Regions from separate parts of the Urocitellus parryii genome. Here region 1 is linked to region 2. A link is a contact called in public Hi-C data. All regions are on one chromosome and are shown on one strand. The core of a region is the stretch at or near the end of the contact, and the rest is flanking DNA. Distances in the headings are between cores, read along the strand shown. Region 1 holds the start of Asic5 (acid sensing ion channel subunit family member 5). Region 2 holds the start of Map9 (microtubule associated protein 9).

Region 1 (5,642 bases), core at 1,498-3,997, 410 kb after region 2:
AGATCTGCCACACCACTAGTGAGACGGAGCCCAGCACCACCACCAACCAGATCACCTTACGAATTCTGCTTCGGTTCCGAACAATATTATGCACCCCGTGAAACGAAGTGGAGATGGCAAAGTCATGGTCAAACTTCTTTCGGTCAGTGGCAGATGGCAGTGGTTTCTTTGAAAGGTAAAACTTTATCTTTCCTAAGAGTCCTTAAGATTTTGTCCAAAATATAATTAAACAAAAAAGTCATGAGTTAGGAAACCTTAATGCTATCTGTGAAAAACACAAGTGACAAGTGGTTGATCAAGCTATTCTTTTTATTCCTTGTCATTATTTTTTTCCTTTTTATTATTCTATGTCCTGTTAATTGAGTGATTTATTCAAAAGTCAAGAAGTCTAAGTGTCAGGTCTAATGAAAATATGCTAATGCTATTCAAAGAATACTCAATGTTAAAGCAAAGATGTTAAAAACATTATTGTTACCTGCAGCCTCAAAATCAATCCATCTTGAATTGGTTGCTTACAATAAATGATAATCTTTTTAAAAATTAGGATGAATTTTTAAAATAGTGTTTTTCCCTGGTGAATCTCAAGGTCCTTTAGATGTCATGAAAAAAAATCAGGCTCATTCTGATTTTGAGAATAAGTGAGGCTCTAAACAGTCACTTCTTCAATTAATCTTTGTCCAACAATGTTGTAATTTATGGTGATTGCAACTTCCATATTTTGTAAGATTTGGTAAAGAACTATTTTATTTCTCTCTTGGTTATTTAGTGTTTTAAATTAAAATTGCATCATTAGTTATGTAATCTATTTTCTATCTTTTTAGAAAGTGAATTCATCCATTCAGTGCTATCAAAAATTAATCAAATATTGTTTATTGACATAAGTTGGAAGGGACTACTGAGGTTTGCATTAAGATATTTTTGACAATATGTAACATTCAGAATTTTCTTTTGGTTTAATTTGTTTTTGCTTTTCAGTAGAAGATGAAAAGACACTGTTGGCTGGGGGAAGAGTGTAATTTAATTAAGAGGATGATATGGCTTTTGCAATGGGAAGTTCTGGCTTCTAACAGAGGCCTCACCTCTCACAATCTGCATGACCTCAGCTGAGTTTCTTAACCTCATGTCTCTTCTATCAAATGGCAGCAATTGCATCGACCTCATGACTTTGTTGTATTAACTAAAGTATACTTGGAGATGGCTGGCACATTACCTAGACCATGATCAGTACTCAGTAGTATTTGATAATTTTATTCTACTAGTTTAGTGGTAATGCAGTAAAAGCTAAAATATCCTGGGTTTTGGAATCCACCCCAAATTCTCACGTAAAAATTGATTTTTAATTGTCACAAGATGCTCACAACATGTTTAACTTTTGTATAATTTGCTTCAAAAATATTATTTTAGTCAACTATTTACTAATAATTTACTTCCCAAAGGTTGCAAACTCTACTTAGCATTTAATAAACTAAACTTTTTGTACAGTTATTGGATATATAAATATACATAAAAAAATTAATTATCAACATTTTCTAATAGTGCCCATTTCATTTGGACATGAACTGTCTAGTGATTGGATACTTATAAATTATTTTATTATAATTTTAAAGATATTATGCACTAAGCAGGAAAATTTGTATTAATATCATTAGCTTGAAGTTGTACTTAAATCTTGTAATAATACCTATATAATATTATATAGTAATATTATATATTATAAATATATAATATTTGGTATCAAATTAGGCAGTCTATATAAAATATATGACAGAGTCCCATGGAAAAATTGGCAGTGTGAAAGAAGTCGTTGTCATTACTAATTAGAAAGGTAAATCTAATTATGATCTTTGTGATATTTAGTCATTAATTATAATGAAGAACTTATTCTGATAAAAAGTCAACTCAGTCTCTAGGCAACTTGCATTCTTCTTATTATAGGGATTAAAGTTACCAGAAAAGGAAAAGTAGTCTAATAACCAGTAACTGGTCAAGCAAAGTATAGCTGTTGGTAAACATTATCTTGGAAAGGCAAAGTTTTATTTGTAGTAATGTTTAATTTTTATTTTTAGTTTCAAGTTTGCTTTTAAAAATCAGCTCATTGAATAAAAATCTACTCCTTTACCATTGGGTTAGCCTTACTGAAATGTTCTCAGTTATTGACTAGGGATTTAGTAAAGGTTTTTGCAAAACTATTATTTTAGATGAATAGTGAAGAAATAAGGTGATGTATGCCTGTCAGGATGATTAGAATTGGTTAGATAAATTGCACACCAATCCACAAAGCAGAAACTTCTTCCTCTCCTGACTGAAGTATGTCCTGTGTAAGTATTTCAGGTAGGTTTGGCATAGAACATTGATCACCACAGAATCATTTTAAGGAACATCACACAAATTATTCTGGATTTAAAAGTGAAACTTGCAGCACATGACAAATAGAGACCAAAAGAAAAAAAACAAAACTGAGTTCTAACATATAATGATATTTTAAAACTAATTTTGAGTTTCTCAATACAAATTTGAGTTTCTCAATAAAAAAGTGAGTAAAAAAGTGAGTAAAACTCTGTTATTTATTTTTAAAAATTCATATTACTTATATTATGTTCACATAATATTGAAAATCAAATTTCCTATATGAATTAAAAAACCCTTTTCCTTTGCTTATTTCTAGCCTTTAGGAATGAACTGTTCAGAGGATTTTACTCTTTACCTACCTTTCTCTGCATATCCGTTTGATTTCTCCATCTGCTCCATTTGTGATTTCAGTAAGCAGGAGTCCTCAGGGTGTATTAAATTTTCATTATGACAATATTCATTTTGTGGCCTTTATATAAAATACAGAGGTTGAGGTTGTAAAATGTGGGGGCAATTTAAATATTTGTGTTGCTATGTTGTGCCTCATAAAGCACATAATCTACAAACCAAAAATGTTGACTGAATCAGCTCTGGGACTTTTTGAACTGATGAGAAGCTATCATAGAGTGAAAATTTTAAAAATTAACATTAGTAAATCATTTTCTCGTAAGAAAAGGAATAATCCCTGTCAAATGTCTAGATTAATAGTGGCTTCTAACCAGGCAGATACTTAAGTGGCCAATCTGGAAATCTCCTCAGTTTCTATCTCTATCTCTATCTTTATACAACTTTGAATCAAAATCCGGTGGGATAAAAAAAAAGAAAGAAAAAATGTGTTTATTCTGGGAAAAGTATCTTTCCCTTGACATTTCTTTCTTAGTATCAGATGAAGCTATTTGTAACAGAAGTAGTTGCCAATGGCTGGGGAAAAGATCAGGAAATATTACCTCTGGAAGAAATGAATACTGAGAGCATACAAATTTGACTAAACATGCTAATTTTTTTCATATTACTCATTTTGAGTTTTTTTTGAGAATTTTAGAATTTTATATTAAGTAATAAACTGGAGAATGAGCAGTATTGTGTATAAATGGTGCCATCTGTTGACGCATATCAGGAACTGCATGCACCTGTACTTGCAGCTTGTTGCATTAACATGATAATATAAAGATCTAACTATTATTGATATGGTTGCATATATTTTACCTATATTTGGAAATTCCATAATTCCAAGTGCTATACGTTGAAAATTATCCTTACATGCAGGAAAACTAAGCTGAAGTGGAGGGACTTCCTCAACTCTAAGTCAGGAATGGGGTCTATCTCATAATATATGAGTTTCTTCTTGAAACATTTCTCCTTTGGGTTTAAGCTATAAGTCTTGGCATAAAACCTTAGAATTCAGGTACTCCTTAAAGGAACAACAAGCAACTCACCTCCCCATCTTATCTTCCTTGCTTTGTCTGTCTTCCTTTATTCTTCCCACCATCTTTCCCCAGCATAGGTGGAGTCCTTATGATGCATGAAGTTATGTGTTGGTATACTCAGTAGGCCTCATAGTCAGTTGGTTATCTGCCATTTGAACTTCTAGGGAAGAATGATGAGTTGCTTTAAGTTTGGTGACTGCTGGTAGAAAATAAGACAAGTCTATAAAGGGCCAGCCAGGCTAGAGATACAGAAACAAAGAGATAGGAGGCAGCTGGGGCTCCCAAGGAGGAAAACCACCACAGAGCCTCCCAAAACTGCACCCTATACACTTTGTCATTTTACCAAAGCTCAGGCAGAAGTGCAATTTGCTAAAACTTCATTGACTCTTTTCACTTCTTTATTCTTGGCCCAAATTGTCAACACTTTCTCACAGTTCCTTTGTGCAAAAGGTAGGAAAAAAGTGAGAATGGTAGAAAAGAAGGCAGGCCATCAAGGTCTCCCCACTTCCTGCCTATCCTTTGCTAGAAAAAAAAAAAGAAAAGAAAACAAGCTACTTCTTAATTTTACTTGTTCAAACGTATTCCGCTCATGTATGATGTTTAAAAATAATTAAAGCATTTGCTCCTAATCACAGTGATCTGATAACTTTCCATCTCTCTTTTACTTTAGAGTGAACTTTCCAAAACTATTTCCTTTTCTTCTTCTGTCTCTAGTTTTAAAATCAGTTCACCCCAGAAGACCAAAATGGAGGAGTGGAGAAGGTCGCGTTCCTGGCTGCTCTGTGATGTGAAACCAAGAAAGCAGAAAGGAAGGTGAGAAGGGGGGAGTTTGCTGGGAACTAATTCTGGACATTCAGATCAGACTAGGGACTCTGGAGTTTGGATATAACAAAATAAAGAGAAATCCCCAGATGTGATTCCCCACCCCCTTACACAAGCAAAAATGGTGGAAGAATAAATCAATGAAAGGAACCTGCATATCTAGGAGTCCTGAGGCACGTCTTGGGTATGGAGAGATCAGAGATCAAAGACACAGCTGGACTAACCAGGAAGCTGTGCTATACAATGTCCTGGTGTGGGAAAGAGGCTGAATCTCTCCAGGCTGCCAGGGAGGATGGAAGAAGGAACCATTTTGAAGCAGGGGCCAGCAGCGCAGGGACATGATTTCCCTGCATCTGGGCATGGCCCAAAATATAGGCCTGGTAAACCCATACTACCCAACATAGAATGAACCTAAGTGACCAGGAGAAAGCCAAAAGTGGAGAGAGGTTTACACATGGGAATACAGGCTTGAGTGTTGAGCCACAATGCAACGAAAAGACCACCAACTCCAATTTTAAATCAAATTAAAGCAAGCCTGTAATGTGTACACAAAAGCTGGCCAGCCAGCGACTGTATTTCCCAAAGCCAGGCTAGACATCAGCAGCCCAACCTCTAGGTAAAAGGTTTTATAGCACAAAGAGTTACAAAGGGGGGTGTCTTGGGAACTGAACAGCTAACAGGATTCTGTCAAGAATAATACAAAGGCAGGTAGCAGGTTAATAACATGACTTAACATTTCAAGGTGGGGAGTAAATTGAGATTCCAACATCCAAATTTGTGAGGTGCTGCTGAGATTTTAGAGAGGGTTGTTATCTGGTCAAGGAGAACCAGAATTTTATGAGGGGCCAGAAGGTTTTTAGGGAGGGTTGTTATATGATCAAGGAGAGCCAGGGATGGATGAGTTCAGAACAGAGGCAGGAATTCCAAACAAGTTCAGAAATCTCAGTAATTTATAGTAAAACAGAAATTAACTTTTCATGACTTTGTGACAAGATCTTAGAGTGGAATTAGGCTGGGTTCATCACAAGGAATTCTACTCTTCCA
Region 2 (5,867 bases), core at 1,455-3,954:
TTTTACTAAAACAAAGATAATAAAGAATGCTAACTTAAAAATATAGCAGTGATTTACTATTTTTACAGAGAACATTGATTATTGATTGAATATATATCAAAGAGTAGAACACTGAATTTCAAGTTCAGAATTCTGTATGGGTACAGAGTTAATATTTGAATGAAGCCTAAAGTATTAATATTTTTACCTAATTAAAATACAGCAAATTATATCAAAATGGTATTGATATATACAATGTGAATAGTCTGTCGTTTTTAAAAGGACACCTTATTATAGTCCAAAGACCTGATATATAACTAGCATTTATAAAAGTGCTTCTGAGGTACACTAAAATTTAGCTTTCTGTACCCCAGTTACCAACTAGCTGTTGTGCCTCCTAGTATTAACTTTAAGGAAGAACTTGTCCTCTTCCATGTAGTTTACCCCCAGTCATCATTTTATTGGTGTCAGTTAATTTACATAATCAAAATATATATTCACAAACAATCAAGAACAATCAAAAAACTTCTTGAAAATTAAGACTGGCTCTCTAACCCATTAAAAGTTGGAAATCTAAAACTAATGAAGTCAAAGGCATTATTTTAACACAAGTCTTTTTTGTTTGTTTGTTTTTGGAGGAGGGGAGTAGGTTAAATGTAATGAAGCAACATACAGAATAATATTTTACTTTTCCATGCTCTCACATACCAATCTCATCGCTCTCAAAGTCATCTGAGTATTCAGAACTCCTCTGTCTGGCCGAGCGAGCTGTAATCGCTCTTATTAGCTCATCCTGAAATGAGATAATTAAAATCAATTCCCATTCAAATAGGATGGAATATAATATCTACAATTAATTTGTAAACAAATAATAATTCTTTCAAACAAGTTGCATTTATTTAGCGTACATTAACTCTAAGCCTACATTGTACCATGCACCCAATTGAGTGAGGAGACTCAATGCAAATCACCATCACCAAGGGCACACCCTCTTGGTGCCTGCTGTTAAACTGGAGGAGACGACAGTATCAAACAAATTAATTGCAGATTATAATTTGAGCTAAATAGTAATAGGTAAGAGGGGACTCGATTTATATAGGATTTGTTACAAACTGCCATTTTGGAAGAATGTGGTACTTTTTTTTGTTTTGTTTTGGGGGTTTATTGAGTTTTTCTTGTTTATTTATTTATTTATTTATTTGGTACTGGGGATTGAACCTAGGACCTCCTGTACGCTAAGCACACACTCTACCACTGACCTATATCCCCAGCCCCAAACTGGTACTTTATGTAAGCATACTGCAGAAACATATATAACCCATAGTGAAAATTTAAAGGTTAAGTTCAAAACTGTAATGACCCAGGAGAAAAAACTTCGTACTGTGCTACAATAGGAAAAAAAAAGTTTTTTTTTATGTGAAAATAACAATTTAAAGTTGCATTTTAACTTTTAACTTAGTAAGAACCTACAATTAAGGTTATTTTGATGGCCTTAAAGTCACAAAGGAGGATTTGTAATACTGGTGCTCAAACATGATAAATGATCTGCAAAACTTCAAAAAGAACAGAAGACTTACTCCTGCTTTATAAAGGACCACTTCCTATAACCACGAAGTTCCACATTCATAATACAAAATCAATACAAAATGCCTTGAAATATTTTACCTGAAAAGTAGTTCTTTTGGTAACTTTTGGACTCTTGGTGTATGCCAAAGTTGTGCTGAAAACTTCGTCGGACATACTTTATCTTTTCTTGTTACCTTTATCAAATAGCTAATAAATAATTGGAGCAATTCACTCAACCTCTGATGGTGACTGAAAGAGATGAAAACCAAATCAGACTTTTGCATGCTTAAAAATTTCTATTACTACATTTAACATAAAAAATAAACTAAACAAGAAGAAAAAATAGCCAAATCAAATTTAAAAAGTATCATATGAATATTGACTACATCTTCACCTACAAATGTGGAGTTCTTGTAAAGAAATAAATTCTCACCACAAATCTCTTTCTAAAAAATAAAAAAGAAAAGACAAATGTCAGTGGAAGTTATCTTAAATAGTCTTGCATTTTTAAGGATGAGCAAATAAATGACTGCAATTGGTTAATAAAAATAAAAGTTGACAATTAATACATAACATCCTATTTTTCCCCTTTTCCATTCAAAAAAGCAAAGCATTTCTCAACGAGTCATGCTTTATTAAGTCCACCAAGATGATTGTATACTTTATAAAAGCACTAGCCCTATACACAAATTGCTTGCATTATAGCTCTATGCAAAAAAAAAAAAAAAAAATCTTAATGCTTAACCACAAATAGCCAGCGATATTTTTTCAAGCCACTTTTGTCCCTCACGAAAGTGTTAACAAGGCTGGGAAAAACAAAACGAGGTTTCCGCGATGCTTGTATTAACATCGCTGTTGCTCAAGCTCCAAGCTGAAGGCCTAGACCAGGGCCGCAGGATCACCCGCATCAGCGCACGTCCCAGTACCACACTAACTCCCGGCTGGGCCAGGTGCCCTCCAGGTCCCCACCCGCTGCTCACGCGCCAGGGCCCCCAGCTTGAGCCCGGCTTGTGCACACCCAGAGGCTGTCACCGCCGCCATCCGTCGCGACCCCGAAGTCCCGCGTTCTGTACCCACCCCCGCCAGTCGCACGGCGGGCTCCCAGAGACCTGGAGGACCAAGCCACTCGCCTGGAGCAGGAGGTTCTAGCCTCAGTCTGGGCCTGGCAGCGCTCGGAAACCCGGACTAAGCAAGGAGGCGGGGCCAAAGACGTAGGCGGGAGGCAGTTGCTAGGCAACGGCGTCCCCGGGAGGAAGTGACTTCTACAACGCCGGGTCTCTTGGGTACCCAGCACCGCCCTTCCGCCTAACGCGTCACCGGGGGCAACCGGCTAGACTAAGGAAGTGACATCACCTGTCTAGGTCTTGGGGGAGAGGTTCTGCGCGCTGCTGTGTTGCCTAGGAGACAGGATTCGCCCGGCTCCAGGGAGCCTTCCTTGCTCTTGCCGCTGAGCGAGGGTCTAAATCTGCCGCTGTGCCTGAGGCAACGTACACACAGAGTTTTGCCGGAATTAGGACATGAAGTTCTGTGAATCCGTGTTGGAGTAGAATGTGACCGGATGTGACAGACTAGCAGAGTAGTGACGTTTGCACACCGCAGTCACCTGCACATTTTAGTATTGACCTTTCCCTACGCAAGTGGATGTTGTGCAAATAAGCGACTGTATACTTCAGTTTCTCCTTAAAAAAGAAAAAAAAAAGAAGAAAAGGAAAAGAGATAATAATAATAGCCATCTTAAAGGATTGCTGTATTGGAGAGAATAATACAGATGGAATACTTGGAAGAGTGCTTGGAATTGCATTCAGTCGATATTAGATATGATCTTTATGCACCTAAGCCACAAAAGGCCTGGACAGAAGTCAACCCTTGTGCACACACCTGAGAGCCCATTTCAGTTCCTGCTTTAATGTAAAGCTTCCCTTTTGTATACTTAGTGTATAATCTGGTTAAAATCTAATCAGTTGACAAAGTGATCTTATAAGCTGGAGGAGAGGGTGTCACTAAGGGGAAAGTCAACATTATCTAATTAGCATTGGTTATACTTTAAACTAAAGACAATAAAATAAAACCCCAAAACACATATTTAAAATTTCTAAAATAGCATAAATTTCATGCTATTTTTAATTTATTTTTATTTATGCTATATTTTTATTTTTTAAAGAGTTCACTTTTGTTTAAATTGCCTAATGAATTCATCAACTAGTAGTTAAACTTGGCATTTTTCCTTATCTCTGCAAAACATTAACATTTTACTTATTCAAAATTGATTTATAAATAAATCACATTCACATATAGACTTTAAAATCATTGAAAAATGCACATAAAAAGAAGTAAAAACTTTAGTAAAAAATAATGCTTTTAACAATATTTGTGATCTACCTTTGAAGAAATGTGCAGTTTATGTCGGTCCACTTATTACTGTTTGGGAAACTCAGTTTGATCAACATTTGCTTAGGTTTGATGTTTTTAAATATTTCTGAGTAAATATCTGCATAAAAGAAGGATTTTTCATTTTCACTAGTTACTGCTAATTTTCTGACCCATGTAAATTATTAACCGACAAATATGATTCCCTTATGGTACCTATGCCCACACTGAGAGGACAGCATCCACACTTTCCTTAAAAGTGATATACTAATTTGCTTGTATTGAAATAATTATAATTATGTACAAGTATATGCTTTTTCATTTCTTTCTTATTCATTTCACCAATACAGTTTTCACTTAGACATGGTTTAAGGAATAAAACTCAAAAAATATTAATAAAAAGAGTCCTTGGGAAAACATTCTATTTTTCTATGGAACAAACTGGATTTTTATTTTCAACTCAGTAATTAATAGAAGATAATAATTAATAGTTGATGTAAAGTTATGCTATAGAAAGCTACAGTAAAGAAAAACAGTTAATCTGAAATGGCTAATTACTCCACAGGATTCAAATCACAATATCTTTCCACTATTCTCTTATTTTAATGCTGCATAACCTTAAGTGCTATGTGAATATTTTCAATCATATTCAGTATAAGTTAATGGTAACATTATATAATATTTGAATCAATAGTATCATTTTATATAAAGCATAGTTGGGAATATATATAATAATATACTAATATATATTATATGTAGTTGAATATAATTGTTGAATGAATGAATTAATGAATAAATGAATAGCACTTTAAATTTAAAATACTTTTACAGCATTACAAAAGAAGTTCCTAGATGCTCAGTTAAAAATAATTAAAGTACTACAAAACAAAAAACTCTACAATATTTTATGTAACGTTTTTCTCTAGATTTTATGTATATATATTTTATACATCCTTTGAGTTGAATACCTTTTCCTTTCGTTGCCTTGTCTCCACCCACCTAGTCATTCATTCATTTAGTATACCCGCATGAATAACATATTGAGGGTCATATTTTGAGTCCAAAGGTAAAACAGACTAAGTCCCTACCTAGGACAATGGTTATGATCCTGTGGCCGGCAGTGCACCTTAGAGGTTAAAAACAAAAAAAAATAGAGACAAAGGATCTTAAACTTATAGCCAGCATTAGCTGAATAATTAAAGCACCTAACTAGAATTTCAAGAAGTATACTACAAACAACAAGTCTCCACAAATGTCCATGATAAAGACTGTGCATTAGATTAAGCACTGAACCCCTATGTCAGAAAAGAGAATGAGAGTAAGAGCCCATATACAAGTACACAGATTATTGCTGACATGTGGGAAGAGAACTTCTATAAGAAAGGACTGATAGAAAATATCCAAACCCACATGATCAACTACATTGGTTAAGAGTATTGTTTCTTACAAGTGAGGAAAAACAGCATGATTACTCTCAAAGAAATATGAAAATTGTCAGAACCAAAATGGAGTCCCTTGTGTCAATCCTAATCTAAACACAAACAAACAAAAAAAGTAAATAAAACTTGGAAGTTTACCTGGATTCTGGAAGTGTTCTTATGCATGATCTTCTGATATTAACTCCAGGAAAGACAGTCAGAACCACATCATTGTAGAGGCCACCACAATCTTATGTAAAAAGAATTTCTACAAGCACACCTGCCCCAAAACTGTGAGTTCAACCTCAGAATAAAACCACTCCTGTTATTACTCATTGTGACCAAAGATTATTGTTTCCAAATATCTGATGAAATCTTCTTCATTTTTTTGTCTTTAAAAATTTCCTTTTTCTTTAACTTCCTTGAATATATGCATCATTTACTATGGCATGCTTATTCCCATTGCAATACTCTTCTATTCTTCCAATGTTCTGCTATTACCAAGTAAACTTCATTACTTTTGGGAGAATCCCTCTA

The links. Hi-C and Micro-C count contacts between places; a contact is called where the count stands out from the background.
Region 1: a contact with region 2 is called in a Hi-C map of muscle, with 3 times the contacts expected there. The contact joins the promoter of Asic5 here to the promoter of Map9 in region 2. A contact is called at or near these places in 2 of 2 Hi-C or Micro-C datasets (liver and muscle).

Annotation. Positions count from the first base shown.
Region 1 is chr10:29,645,046-29,650,687 of mUroPar1.hap1, forward strand. Asic5 (acid sensing ion channel subunit family member 5) reads right to left here and starts at 2,748. Exons shown (of 10, transcript XM_026384748.2): 1 at 2,709-2,748; 2 at 1-201. The coding sequence starts at 2,748.
Region 2 is chr10:29,231,180-29,237,046 of mUroPar1.hap1, forward strand. Map9 (microtubule associated protein 9) reads right to left here and starts at 2,705. Exons shown (of 14, transcript XM_026384734.2): 1 at 2,623-2,705; 2 at 1,645-1,794; 3 at 688-772. The coding sequence starts at 1,719.